Linked DNA regions of Mus musculus: region 2 is linked to region 1. Evidence: chromatin contacts called from public Hi-C data. All regions are on one chromosome and are shown on one strand. The core of a region is the stretch at or near the end of the contact, and the rest is flanking DNA. Distances in the headings are between cores, read along the strand shown.

The links. A called contact is a pair of places that touch in the nucleus more often than the background predicts.
Region 2: a Hi-C map of the N1E-115 cell line shows a contact between it and region 1, with 4 times the contacts expected there. The contact joins the promoter of Alg14 here to the enhancer-like site in region 1. A contact is called at or near these places in 3 of 39 promoter capture datasets (the C10 cell line, the HPC-7 cell line and liver), 10 of 484 Hi-C or Micro-C datasets (the G1E-ER4 cell line, the N1E-115 cell line, cerebellar granule neurons and 4 more), 4 of 115 datasets of contacts at active chromatin or transcription factors (astrocytes, embryonic stem cells and hepatocytes) and 2 of 9 other capture datasets (adipose tissue and pancreatic islet).

What each region holds. Positions count from the first base shown.
Region 1 is chr3:121,236,430-121,243,394 of GRCm38.p6, reverse strand. The region is part of intron 1 of Tlcd4 (TLC domain containing 4); the gene reads left to right. Among named protein-coding and RNA genes, the nearest start is that of Tlcd4, 23 kb to the left of the region's middle. Within about 2 kb of position 4,099, at least 59 of the 459 cell types and tissues checked have an H3K27ac peak or open chromatin away from gene starts, as enhancers often do. A contact at or near this core is called in the G1E-ER4 cell line, the N1E-115 cell line, astrocytes and 3 more, where this site is marked.
Region 2 is chr3:121,288,271-121,295,235 of GRCm38.p6, reverse strand. It overlaps Alg14 (asparagine-linked glycosylation 14), which reads right to left and starts at 3,496. Exons shown (of 4, transcript NM_024178.3): 1 at 3,253-3,496. The coding sequence starts at 3,388.

The DNA.
Region 1 (6,965 bases), core at 2,850-5,349:
AGTGCTGGAGGTTGATGCATTGCCAGCATTGTCTGGATCTATTTGCTTATCCAAACAGTGGATAGAGCAAGAGAATGCAATTGTGAGAAAAGTGGAAACAAGAGATGTAGTTGTGAGAAAAGGCACCGCAGTTGTAGCGATTACACATCTCCCTGCTCTGTCAAAATACCCAGCCAAAGCAACTGCAGAGAAGAGTGTATTCTGGCCCACAGCTTGAGAGTATAATCCACCATGACCACAAAGCAGCTGGTTACACTGCACTGTAGTCAGGAAGTAGAGAAAAGGGGAAGTGTGCCCTGCAGTATAGAGAGGAGGGAGTTTGAAGCTGCAGACCAGGCAGGCAAAGATAATGTGTTAGAGATGGGCACGATTAAAGACACTGCCTATTCTGCCGCTAGACCATAGGAGAGGTACCTGGAGGGCAAGAACTCCACCCATTGAAGACTATCTTGCACAAATTCACCTTAATTAACCCTGGCTATAAGTTCCCTCAGATATGTCCTGAGATTTAGCGCCTAAGTGATTCTAGACCCCGTTGGGTTGACTATTAACCATCACAGACTTCATGAAGGGGCTGTGGGTCTGTTGGCATTTGTTTTTACTGGGGATTTGAGCTGATTTAGGGGCCAGCAAGACAGCTTGGTAGATAAAGGCACTTGCTACCAAGCCCTCAGACCTATCAGATTTCCACAGGGTGGGAGGAGAGAAACGATTTGTCTGCAAATTGTCCTCTGATCTCTACTCCTGTGCCACATGCATATGAACACACCAAATAAAATAAATTAAAATGTAATTAAAGAAAAAGAGAGAGAGAAAAGCTAAGGTGGTCCATTGAAGAGGAGCAAAATCAGTATCAGATTCCCAAGGAGGTTCAAAAGGATGGCTCCCAAGTGCTCTGGTGAAAGAGGCAGGCTTCAGATAGATGGCCAGATAAGGTCGATGATGCAAGTGTCTTCTGTGCTTGGCAGCAGGATGCTGAAGATTGTCTGGTTTTTATTTTTGTGTAGGAGGCTGGGGTTAATTGTTGTAATGGGAGTGGATGGCTGAAGGTTTGGAAATTCTGCTGTGAAACCTGAGAAGAGTAGTCAGCCAGGGCAGCGTGGTGCTGGGGCCGGGCAGGGTAGAGGGGACTACTTGGGTCTTTCTCTCATTCCACGCTCACCAATTTCAGTCTCTTCTGTTGTACGATTATGGCAATTTTAATCACTATTTGTGTTGTGATGGAACACCGTGCCCAAGGCAACTTATAGTAGAAAGAATTAATTTCAGCTTTATTGTTCCAGAGGGTCGCAGTTCATAATGGTGGGGACAATGTGACGGCATCCGGTGTGGCATCTGGAGCAGGATGCCAGAGCTCATATTCTGAACCATAGCGTGAAACAGAGAGTGAACTATACGTGCGGAAGGCCATAAACCCTCAACAGTTTTAGCATTGGCTGGTGAAAACGGGGATGAGTTAGGGGCCAGGTATGCTTGGTAGGGCCCCTCATCTCTTTCGGCTGAAGCAGCCCCAGGGCCCTGGATTTCCCTCCCTGTAGGCTGGTGGGCGATGGTGGAAGGAGAAGCTACTGATTGGGACCCTTATGCTCAGTGTTGTTCTTAGCACCCTAAGGAGCAGACTGATCTTCCCGTGAGAGCCTCGTTGGGTTTGCTGTTGGGGGAACCAAGGTTCAGTTAAGGCAAGTTAAGTAGCTGAGACTAAAGTGATACCAAATGTTCTGGGGTCACAGGCATCCGTCACCACCCCTGGTTTATATGGTGCTAGGTTAGAAACCAGGACTTCTTCGCTCATGTCAGGCGAGACCTCTAGCCTATTGAGTCCTTTTTAAGAAATCTCCTTGCAGAGTCCATCAGCTCTTCATGGTGTAATTTATTTCTAAGCCCACTGCGTTAGTTAGACAGACTTAACAGTTCTTTAATATGTGATTAATTCTGGGTAAACGGGTACTCATACTTTTGACAGAAAGGTATACTTTTCCTAGCCTGATTTTAAGTGAGTTTGAGGTTCGTTTCCTTGTGCATGATTTATTTATTATATGGTTATCTCTCACTGTTACACCGTTAGGGCACTCTCTGTGTCTGTCTGTCTCTCTGTCTCTATCTCTCTCTGTCTCAATGTGTGTGTTTCTTAAGTTTACCCTGTCAGAATTTTTTTTTTTCCTTTGTGATTTGTAGTCAAATGTATCAGCCAGGAGAGAGATCCAGTTCTTTGTATGACCCATTAACTAGCTTAGGATTCGCCAAGTTTTGCTAGCCAGTCACATTTTTTTCAGTCACAAATCCATCACGAGAAATGTTTGGAACTTTGCAGGACTCAAGTTTGCCTTTTATTTGACATCCTCCAGTCTTTTAAGAGCTGCCACTTTGTGGGGGTGACACGGGAGGGCATCAGTGATGGCTGAGCTGATGTAGGTTGGGGGATGGGAAGAGGAAAGTGAGATAGTGCTGTTCACTGGGTTGTGAAGGCTTGGCTTGGAGGAAGGGCTGCTTTAGGCTCAGCTCATCTTGGGACACAGAGCTGTGGGACCTGTGTGATCCTGTAGGGGACCATCCAGCCCTGGTGCACTGGTACACTGCGGGGATGGGGGAGCGGGGTGAGTACCAGAGCTGCACATAACCAGAGCTGTGTTAGGCGTGAGGATGCAGAGCCAGGCAGAGTCTAGTATGCAGAGAGGAGGCTCCATACAACGAGGCAGCAAACATTGCCAAGCTAAGAGTTTGCCTGGTAGCCCTCTAGGTGAAATGAGAATCGTTTCTATCAGAAGAGGGGGACAACTGGAGATTGGCTGCCCTGTGTATTGAAATAAATGTGGAAAATGGGGAAGGGAGCTTGCTAGGATGGAGAAGGAATGCTAAGCATGAGTGGGGCATTGTTCTCAGCTTCTTTCTGCCCTGTTGCTCTTAAAGACACACACACAGCCCTATCCCGGGCCCCTACACTACACATCGAGGCAGTGTTTCTTACTTGCATGTCTGAGTGATTCAAATACATTCCCCCAGAAATCCCTGTACTTACAAGGGAATAATGAGTGGGGGGAAATGAGGGTCTGGGCTGTGCTAGTGGGTGAGGAGTTGGTTCTAAACACTCTCAGGGGAACTGAGTTGTTTGAGCTTCTTCTGCCTCAAAGCATCTAGTTGGTATTTCAATAAAGTGCTAACCAGACAAACATAAGGACCTAAGTTTGATTCTCAGAACCATGTTTAAAGAAAAGAATGTCAGTTCTAGGAAGGTAAGAGTCAGGCAGATGGATGGAGGCTCACTGACTCTCTAGTGTAGCTTATTTTGAGCTAGGTCCAGACCAATGAGACATTATGTCTCAAGAAGAAAACAGAGAAGACGGCTCCTGAGGAATGACTCCGACCTCTGCACCCAAAGAGAATGTTTTCTTCCCTCATTACCCTCTGATTCAAGTCATTGGCTACCACTAGATAGCTCCTCACCAGTACGTCTGCTGGGTATTCTTTGCTAGTGAGGAAGGAACATCATGGTACACCCTGAATCCTTGCCTTCCTGCTGGCTCACAAGGTGGCTTCTCCCATTTAGCGCTCTACACACACACACACACACACACACACACACACACACACACACACACACACACACATACACACACACATACACACACACACACACACACACACACACACACACACACACACACAAAGCCTGGTATACAGCTGACAGTGACAAATGTTGGCTGTATTGACAGTTCTGAGGTGACGATGTGAACGGCTTTTTGCCATTTCCAGGACCATGCATCCAGAGATGAGAATGGGTGTCCTCCTACAGGAGAAGGGATCTCTAGTGAGGGGAAAGAGAGGGCTAAGCTCGTTTGTGACCTAAGACCATCTCTCGGGGAAAGGACAAGCAAGCAGAATTGTACTCAGCAGATAATGGAAGTTCCTCTAGTGTCTACAATTCTTGTGGATCAAGACAGCTGATTGATTGTATGGTAGACTTCATTTCTCAACAGTCTCGTACACTTTCCCCGTCTGTTTCAGCCGCTCTTTTCTAGGCCAACTCCCACTAGGCCAGCTTCCTCGCCTCCTGCCAGCTGCTGGCCACACGTAGAGGAACATGAATGAGGCTTAATGCTTCTCCACTCTCACTGTGATTTCCAGTGCTTAGTGATTGCCAAGTCCGTAAAGGCCCTCTGTCTAGGCTAATATTAGACGTCATTTTCTCTGTCCATTGTTACCCTTCCATCTTCTGATTGGCACCTGAAGTGGACGGGCATGGGCAACTGCTGCTACCAAGAGGCCTTAGCTTTCTGGAGGACATTTAAGTAATCTCCAGATGAGGTCTTTATTTGACATGACCAATTAAGCAAGCAGCTGCTTATTCAGAAGCAGATCTGAGATAGAGCAATTTAATTAGCTTCTGTCTGTTGAGCCCTTAGTAGAAGCCACAGCTCGAATATATGGTATTCTTTGTTTAGTTATAAATGGAGCCCCCTCCCTTGGCAGAGAAATCCTCTCATCATATATACCCCAAGAAAACAGACAGTAAATCTGTTGAAAGTATAAAGTATTGGGGGTTGGAGAGATGACTCAGCAGTTAAAAGCACTTACCATCCTTTCAGAGGACCTGGGTTCGAATCTAAGCACCCATGTGCTTAGATTAGACTCGCACCATCTGTAACTCTAGTTCCAGTGAATGTGATTCCCTCTTCTGGCCTCTGCCTGCACCAGCTGTGCACTGGGTTTACATACATGCATACGTGCAGGCAAAACACTAATACACATTTTTTTCCCCCCGAGACAGGGTTTCTCTGTATAGCCCTGGCTGTCCTGGAACTCACTTTGTAGATCAGGCTGGCCTTGAACTCAGAAATCTACCTGCCTCTGCCTCCCGAGTGCTGGGATTAAAGGCGTGTGCCACCACACCCGGCAAGAAATCTTTAAAAAAAAAAAATAAAATATTTGTCCACCATAACAATTCATTCATGAAAACTAGGACTCGGGGGAAGTAATATATATATTTAAAAATTTTTTTTAAAAAAATCTGTATCTATTTAATGTATGTGTGTTTGCATGATGTGTGCATGTATATGTAGGTGTGTGTATGTGTTATGTGTGTGATGTGTGTATGTGTGTCCTTGTATATGTGTTAAGACATACATGTGGAGGTTAGAGGACGATTTGCAGGAATTGATGTCCTGGATCCACCCGTGGATCCTGGGGTTGGAACTCGGGTGTCAGGTTTGGTGACAAGTGCCTTTTACTTACTGAGTCACCTTTTGGGCCCATATGATACTGTCTTTATTTTTTCTTTTCTTTTTTTTTTTTTAACTTTTTCTTCTTTTTTCTTTTTTTTAAGATTTATTTATTTATTATTATATGTAAGTACACTGTTGCTGTCTTCAGACTACTCCAGAAGAAGGAGTCAGATCTCATTAAAGATGGTTGTGAGCCACCATGTGGTTGCTGGGATTTGAACTCAGGACCTTTGGAAGAGCAGTCGGTGCTCTTAACCACTGAGCCATCTCACCAGCCCCCTTCTTTTTTCTTTTTAGACATTTTTCCCCCGTAGACCAGGCTGGCCGTGTCTGTCTGTCTGTCTGTCTGTCTGTCTGTGTGAATTCACAGCAATCGACTTGTCTCTGCCTCCCTAGTGGCACAACTGCTGGGAGTAAAAGCATGCACTACCACTCCTGGCCCCGAAATGCATTTCTTAATGGTGAATTGCTAGTGGTTTCTTTAGGGTATTAGTTAGTTAGTAATTCACAAACTTGGTAATGTGCAATAAGTTTTATGACAACTTTTAGGAAGCAGTCAAGAAATGCCTGTGTATACACTGAATTTTAACAAAAGTGCCAGCAGCCCGTGCCCAGGGCCAGTGGCGAGCATCCCAAGCCTTCAGGCAAACCATGCTCACTGTTGGGTGTAGACTCCATTCTCTCTAGCTAGTTATCTCCTGGCTTCCAGGTTTGCACTTGTTTTACCTCTAGGAAAGGTGGCACATAGTTCTGTCATAACACATTTAGTTGATGTACCAAGCCTACTTTCCTGTATTATGTGATTAATGGTAAACCTAGACTAAAAGGCCACAAATTGATTTTTTAATGTCCAGTACACACATTGAACTAAAAGAAATATAAAAAGTAAGTATGCAATAAAGTTAGTGGAGTCGTACAGAGAAAAATGGCAACATCAATAATTTTACCAAGCTTACACCAAGGGGTGGGGGCAGAGAGCCAGGAAGGGGAGGGAGGGAGACGAGAACTCACTATAGACATAGTGCTGTCTATATTCTGAAGGAACACTGTGGGAGACTGATTCAGATGATGTCCTGGTTGGCAGGGGATGAAGTGGGCTCAATGCTACCGCTTAGGCAATGACCTGTTGTTCTCTCTGGTGAGTTGGCTTCAGGAGGTGACTTCCTTTCTTCACATCGGGAGCTTGAACACGTGTGTTGATTCATTTCCCTCCCTCTCACCTGACCGGCCTCTCAGAGACGCTCGGCTGCTGGATATGAGCAAACGCTTTGGCTCTTTTTGGTCTGAACATACTTAAGATTTTTTTTTTCTTTCTCTTTTTGAGACAGGGTCTCTCTGTTGTTCTATCTTCCAGCTCACTTTGTAGACCAGGTTAGCCTCAAATCATTGATATCTGCTTCCCACCTGCTGGGATAAAAAGCATCTGCTACCATGCCTGGCCCTAAGACTTTTTTAGGAGCCAAATAAAAGTTCAGCTCAACAATATAAAAAGCATACTTTGAGTGTGTGTGTACATGTATGTGTGTACATGTATGTGTGTACATGTATGTGTGTACATGTATGTGTATACATGTATGTGGGCATTACTGCTCTTTCCATTAACTGTTCCAACGCGCCTTTGCTTTATTTTATTTTTTAAAGTAAATAATACAGTTTTAAAAATGAGATAAAAAGCTGTGGAGTGTTTTTGGTCTAAGGAAAAATATTAACATTATCACAAACTTATAGTTACAGTAATATGGCTTT
Region 2 (6,965 bases), core at 2,247-4,746, 52 kb before region 1:
TTAACCTGGCTACTAAGTAAAGTCACTAAAATGACTGACCCTGCTACTAAGTGAAGTCACTAAAACGACTGACCCTGTTACCAAGGTTCCATTGTATTCTTCTATTACACTAGGGGAGGGGGCTGGAAGCTGACTCAGTGGTTAAGAGAACTTGCTGCCTTCCCAGAGGACCTCAGTTTGATTCTTATTACCCACATAACTCCAGTTCCCGGGACTCGGACGACCTTTTCTGGCCTCTGTAGGCATGTACACACAGATGCACACATGTCACAGAAGCATCTACATATACATAAATAAAAATAAATCTTTCTTAAAGTAGGAAGGAGAAAATTATTTTAGTAGATGGGCAGCCACATGAATATACAGATATATTCACACATAAAAAGGAAATCTTTAAAAAAGAGACACACTGGAGATCATTATGAACTGATAAAATACTATTAGATATACCTTAAAACACACCCAGCATCCAATCACTTCTTCATTTCTTAACTTTTTTTAAAAAAAGATTTATTTATTTACTTTATAAGTACACTGTAGCTGTCTCCAGGCACACCAGAAGAGAGTGTGAGATCTCATTATGGATGGCTGTGAGCCACCATATGGTTGCTGGGATTTGAACTCAGGACCTTTGGAAGAACAGTCAGTACTCTTAACCGCTGAGCCATCTCTCCAACCCCCATTTCTTAACTTTTAAAGATTTATTTAATGTCGGTTGGAGAGATGTCTCAGAGGTTAAAAGTGCTGGCTGCTCTTCCAGAGGTCCTGAGTTCAATTTCCAGCAACCACATGGTGGCTCATGACTATCTATAATGAGATCTGGTGCCCTCTTCTGGCCTACAGGCATACATACAGGCAGAACACTGTATACATTTTAATGTGTATGGAGGTTTTGTTTGCATGTATATCTGTGTGCCATCTGTGTACCTGGTGACCATGGAAGTCAGAAGAGGGTGTAGGATCCTGCCATGCTCTGTACAGCTCCTGAATCTGACCTAACTGGGTGATGAGGGAATGAAGGACATGCAGACACACATACAGAATAGGTAGGCCTGGATGGTCTGGGCTCTCTGATGAAGAAGCCACAGGATCCCAGAAGCTAGAGCCTTTATTATATACAGGAAGGCAGGGTGATCACATACATATATGCAAGGAAACAGGGTTATTATGTTCAGCTGGACAAGGGGGCAAGCTTAGCTCTGTAGGAACAGTCTCTGTATGGGAGCAGTCTTCAGGCTGTAACATCTCTGGGGGGGAAGAAAGCTATACTTTGCATATTCTATCAACATTCCAACAAGGACCAGAGAAAGGCTTTGTCATCTCTCTGCACTTCACCTACAGAAGGCTTTGCCACTCCCACGGGGCCTGGCCATATCAACAATACACATTCACTCAGGACCCCACTCAATCCCCACAGGGTTCCTAGAACTGGAGTTATAGATGGCTGTGAGCCACCATATGGGTGCTGGGACCCAAACCCTGGTCCTGCACAAGAACAAAGACCTTAACTGCTGAGCCATCTCTCCACCCTTCCAATCACTTCTTACCACCTCATCTTGCTTCACGCCACTGTCATATAAATTATAAATACAGCTTTATATAGATCATATCCCCACTTCCTCTCCCTATACATCTTGAGGTAATTTTCATGTGATAATATTTTACTTGTGTTCAAAAGTCCCCAGTAGCTTTGCATCTCACTTGAAATAACTTGTATTTCTTACGCAGTTAATATGAGATTTCTGTCCTTCTCTGTGTGGCAGCTACTCCTTCTGTCTCATCTTCTGTTTGTGTCCTATTTCCTTCACTGCTGCGCCTCTGTCCTTTCCCTAGTGTTTGTCACGTAGGCATCACACTGTGCCTTGTGATGCTTGTTTTGTTTGTTTTTCTATTTTCAGTTTTGTTTTGTTCCAGAGCTCAGTGTAGTGTCTGGCCATTCCCATGACTCAAAATATGTTAAGTAAATAAGTAAGGAATTATAATTGCATGTTAAGTTTGGTACATTTGCATACATCATAAATATCATTAGTGTGTGTGTAGTCACTCATCACATAATGATGTTTTAGTCAATGACAGGATATTGGTCACATGACATTAAAAAGGAACAGAAAATTCCTTATTGTCTAGTGACACAGCAACCATAACACAGTAGCCCAAGGTAATCTATGAACAAATTCACTGTGCTGCCTGCAATATAAAAAAGTACAATATAGGGGCTGGTGAGATGGCTCAGCGGTTAAGAGCACTGACTGCTCTTCCAAAGGTCCTGAGTTCAAATCCCAGCAACCACATGGTGGCTCACAACCATCCGTAACGAGATCTGACGTCCTCTTCTGGTGTGTCTGAAGACAACTACAGTGTACTTACATATAATAAACAAGTCTTTAAAAAAAGTACAATATATACTACTATATACAGTTCATAACATTTGATAACAATAATACACAACTACATTACTAGTTTGTGTATTTTTATTAGTGTGTATTTTTTTTAAAGCTACTGTAAAACTGTATGGTCTCCTGCAGAGGCTGCCTTAAACACCTCGAATTTACTGTGTGTCTTGACTGCATCATTTTCTGTTAGGCAATGGTTTTGTTTTACTGTCCCTGGAGCAATAGGTTATAACATATGTATTCCAGACAGCATTGATATAGGTTTGGGTATCACCTTGGTTGTTTAAAGTTGAGTCGTGTTTAACTATACACTCGTCAAAACTGTTCATCTAAAATTTTAAGTTTTAAAATGTTCAGAGCTGACTGGACAGTTTATTACTCATATCCTGTCACTCTGGAGGTATCGTCGTATGGAGTGTCCACGTTTTTATCCTCAGGGACTTTGCGCATTCATAAGTGCGACAACTCTACTTCGTTTACCATGTAATGTTCACATTTCTTAAACTAAGTACAAAGACCTAGAATTAATAACGCACAGCAGCAAAGAGGGCAACAATATGTCAGCATCAAAAGGCTTCGGCGTACTCCGTCGCTAATTATTTGTTAGAAAGCAGTACACTACAGAGAGGCTTAATTACAGACAAGTGTAAATGACCTGTCTTAATGACAGGCGGCTGGGTGGCGTCAGCTAACCAGCATTTTTTCCTGCCTGGGGTGGCCGGTTCCGGGAACGCAAAGAAACTACAAATCTCAGCATGCAGCGCTCCTAAAGGCGCTAAGAAGGGCGAAGAGAGTCGCGATGCATTCTGGGGTTTGTAGTGCCTAACTCAAGACCGTCGGCCTCCGCCCGGATACTTACCGGATCCAGCCACGATCAAGAGTCTGAGAGACTCTCGGGGAGTGACGTGATGGGGCCCAAGCACGGTCCATAGTCGCTGGAATAGCAAGATCACTAGCCCTGCGGCTGTAGCAGCTAGAATCAGAATGCTCAGCATTCAAAGGATGGCGCATGCGTGTAGACCTGGCGCCAGCGGTTAAAGTTTGCAAGCACCGCGCTTAAGAGCAAACAGGGAGCAAAGCGCCTCTCTGTGGGCGGGGATGGTCTGCACTGGGCGGAGCTTGCCAAGTTGGGCGGTCAAAGTTCAGAAGTGTGGCTCTGATTGGAAAACGCAGAACGACGCGTCTCTTGCGTCTCAGTGAGCCGGGTTTGTCCGTGATGGGTGGGGCTAAGGGCAGTTTGCCCAGGAAGCGCTACAAGGAACAGTAATGGTTTTGTTACCCGAGTTTGTGCTGCAGTTGTGTAGTTGGAAAGTTAAGTGCTGGAGAAGTTTGATTTCTGCCAGTGGCGAGGTCAAACTACATGTATGGTAGAAGGACCACGAAGCCCCGGGTTAGTAGCTGCTCCTGTCCTGCCAGGTTTTGCCTGAGGCTCCTGGCATACATCACTACTTCCTTTCTTCCTTACGGGTTCCAAGACAAACCGAACTAGAAAATTTTTGCCAGTCAGAGGCATACTCTTAGGGGGAAAACATTCAAATCCGCCCTTTCCTGACATTTATGTTTTCTAGACAGTTTCACAGATCTCAAACTATAACCAGAATCCGGATCACTTCAAGCTATGTCATATTCCTGGGAGGATTGGAAACCCCTTGGCTTCAGGTAGCAAGGGAGGAAGACATAGCCCTGCAGTTAAGTTTATCACAAAGCATTTCTGGCTTATTCCTCCCGCGGTCCTCTGAAATGATAGACTTCCACTGCCCACTCTAATCCCAGTTGTGCGTGCGTTTGTGAACTTAGCCTAAATTACAGCAAAATAAAACCTCTTGACAACAAACATTCCTTCAGACCCTTATGGGGTTACAGATTGAATAGGTCAGGCATGCAGACAGGTCGAGAAAGGTGCTACAAATTGGCCTAAATGCAATAATGTCATGTCTAGAATTAGAAACCAGAAATCCTAACTCCTGCTGCCTAAGAATGCTACACCATATGGTCCGTTGTTAAATTCAGTTTGGATTGACGATCACATTTACCTGGAGCCTAGAATGCTTTTGGGAGCGATACTGAGTCAGAAGTTCCAGGAAGGCGCCCTGAGATCTCCTTATAAAGCTAGGTGTGTTGGTTCCCGAGTCAGCAAACTGCTTGGGAGATTTCCTGACTGTATCTCTATCTTGTTGATATTATAGCACGGTGCCTGTGGGCTCTTTCATCACTCCTTCTTAACCTCATTCTTTACAGTCAGGTTCTATGTAAATGTTACTCTTTGAATTACAATAGGGAAATAGATTACACAAAAGTTAATTTGCCTGAGGTTATTTATGTGATGAAAATCAATAAGAATGCCAGACTTTTAGACAGATATCATTTGTGGCTCAAGGGCTGGGGGGGTGGGGGTGGGGGCGGGGAGACAGCACAAAGGTTAAGAGCACTGGTTGCTTTTCCAGAGGTCCCAGGTTCCAGGCCGAGAACCCACATGGTGGCTCACAACTTTCTGCCACTCTGGTTCTAGGGGATCAGATGCCTTCCTCCCAACCTCTGCAGGCACACACATGGTGCCCAGAGATAATCCAGGCAAAACACATACACACATAGAAACAACAACAACAAATCATTGAAAACGAAAATAAGGCAGAGAAGCAATTGAGAAAGACAATGTTGACCTCTGACCTCCTCACACACACACATGTACACACACACACACACATTAACATACACAGGAAGAAGGAGTGGCTCAAGAATGTTACAAAGTGTCATGCCGTTTTCTTTCAGAACCTTCTCTGCTGTTCTCCAAAGTGGCTTCAACCTACGAGTCGCTTCATATTTAAAAGAAGTTATTAGTGGGCAGACATGGTGATGTCTACCTTAGAAGTTGTTGTGTTGGTCATTGGGTCTGTATTAAGGAAAACACATCTTTTCAGAATCCCCTATGGGAGACTTTCTTTCTCTATTTTAAGCCATATTTATGTCACCCATACATAAAATGAAGCAGACCCCAAAACTGGTAGAGATAGGAATGGAGGGTGATGTAAAATTCAAAGATGATATATGGTAATTATATGGAGGGTGGATATGGAGAGGAAGCAAGGAGAGGAGGTTGCTTTTATAGGCAGTTGTGGTGTTTGGATTGCTGGGAAGATGTGTGTGTGTAAACTGACAGGCACTGCAGATGCCAGGCATGCATAATTTCATGGCTCCAGGCCCCACTTACTTAGCATAGAAAGGATACTATTACACTTCGTATTACCTTACCCTCATGTCCTCTCATTATAATCCTAAAACTATAGAAAAAAAATCTAGGTTGACCACAACTGGGACAAGTGGACTGTGATAGTGAAAGGAAATAAAACTTGAGACATGTGATTCATGTAATTTATGTCAAATAGCCCAAAGAGTTGTTTGTGAGCTTTAAAACCTGGGGCTGAGAACATAGTAGAACAGGCCAGGACATGCCCGGGCAGGCCCGTCGTTACATGTCCTGACTGGCCTAGTGCCTCCCTATCTCCTGCCCTTCTGACAGTCTGTTGATGTTTAAATGGACCAATCATGTAAAACGGCGCCAATTCCTCCCCCAGCCCCACCCCTTTTCTATAAAAACCCCTAGCTTCCAAGCATCAGGGTTGAAACCACTGTCTCCTGTGTGAGATACGTTTCGAAACGGAGCTCCGCCATTTTGGCTCCACCATGTGGTCGACACCTCTGTCTCCTGCGGGAGATATGTGTAGGCATGGAGCTCCGTCATTAAACTACCTCATGCTTTTACATCAAGATGGTCGTCTGTTCGTGATTCTTGGGTGCGCGCCGAACGAGAATTGAGTGGGGGTTTCCCCACTAGGTTCTTTCATTAGAATGTATAGAATATGTTCAAGAGGTCAGGATAGCATCACAGGCTAAGCGAGGCAGTTAAGGCCGAGCCGGAAGGAGCAGCAACAAAAGTTTTCCCAACATATTGATAACAGATTCATGGTGCTCTGGGAAAGCAGGCAAAAAAAAAATTAGTAGTGGCTGACGAGGTGAACAATGTGTGTGATTCACACCAATCTATAAACATATCTGGGAAGTGGTCATTCTTGAATCTGTTCACTGGAGTTTCTTGAGATGGTCTTGGTAGTTTAAACACCTAATGCCAGCACTTGGGAGGTAGGTAGAGAAAGGAGGATAATGAATTCAGTCATTCTTAGCCCCAGAATATGTGTAAGGTCTGTGTGGGATGAATGAGACTGATCCTCAAAAATACAGGGAAAAAAAAAAGATTTCTTAAGGTTTCTATGTTAGATATCTATTATCAGACACATTTGTGAAGTTTTTTACAAAGTTGGATTTTTTTTTCAGCATTCTAGACAGGATTGACTGTGTTGATGTAGTCAGCATGTTTTTGTTTGTTTTTTGTTTGTTTGTTTGTTTGTTTGTTTTGTTTTTTTGAGACAGGGTTTCTCTGTGTAGCCCTGGCTGTCCTGGAACACACTTTGTAGACCAGGCTGGCCTTGAACTCAGAAATCCGCCTGCCTCTGTCTCCGAAGTGCTGGGATTAAAGGTGTGTGTCACCACCGCCTGGCCATCATGTTTTATTATGCA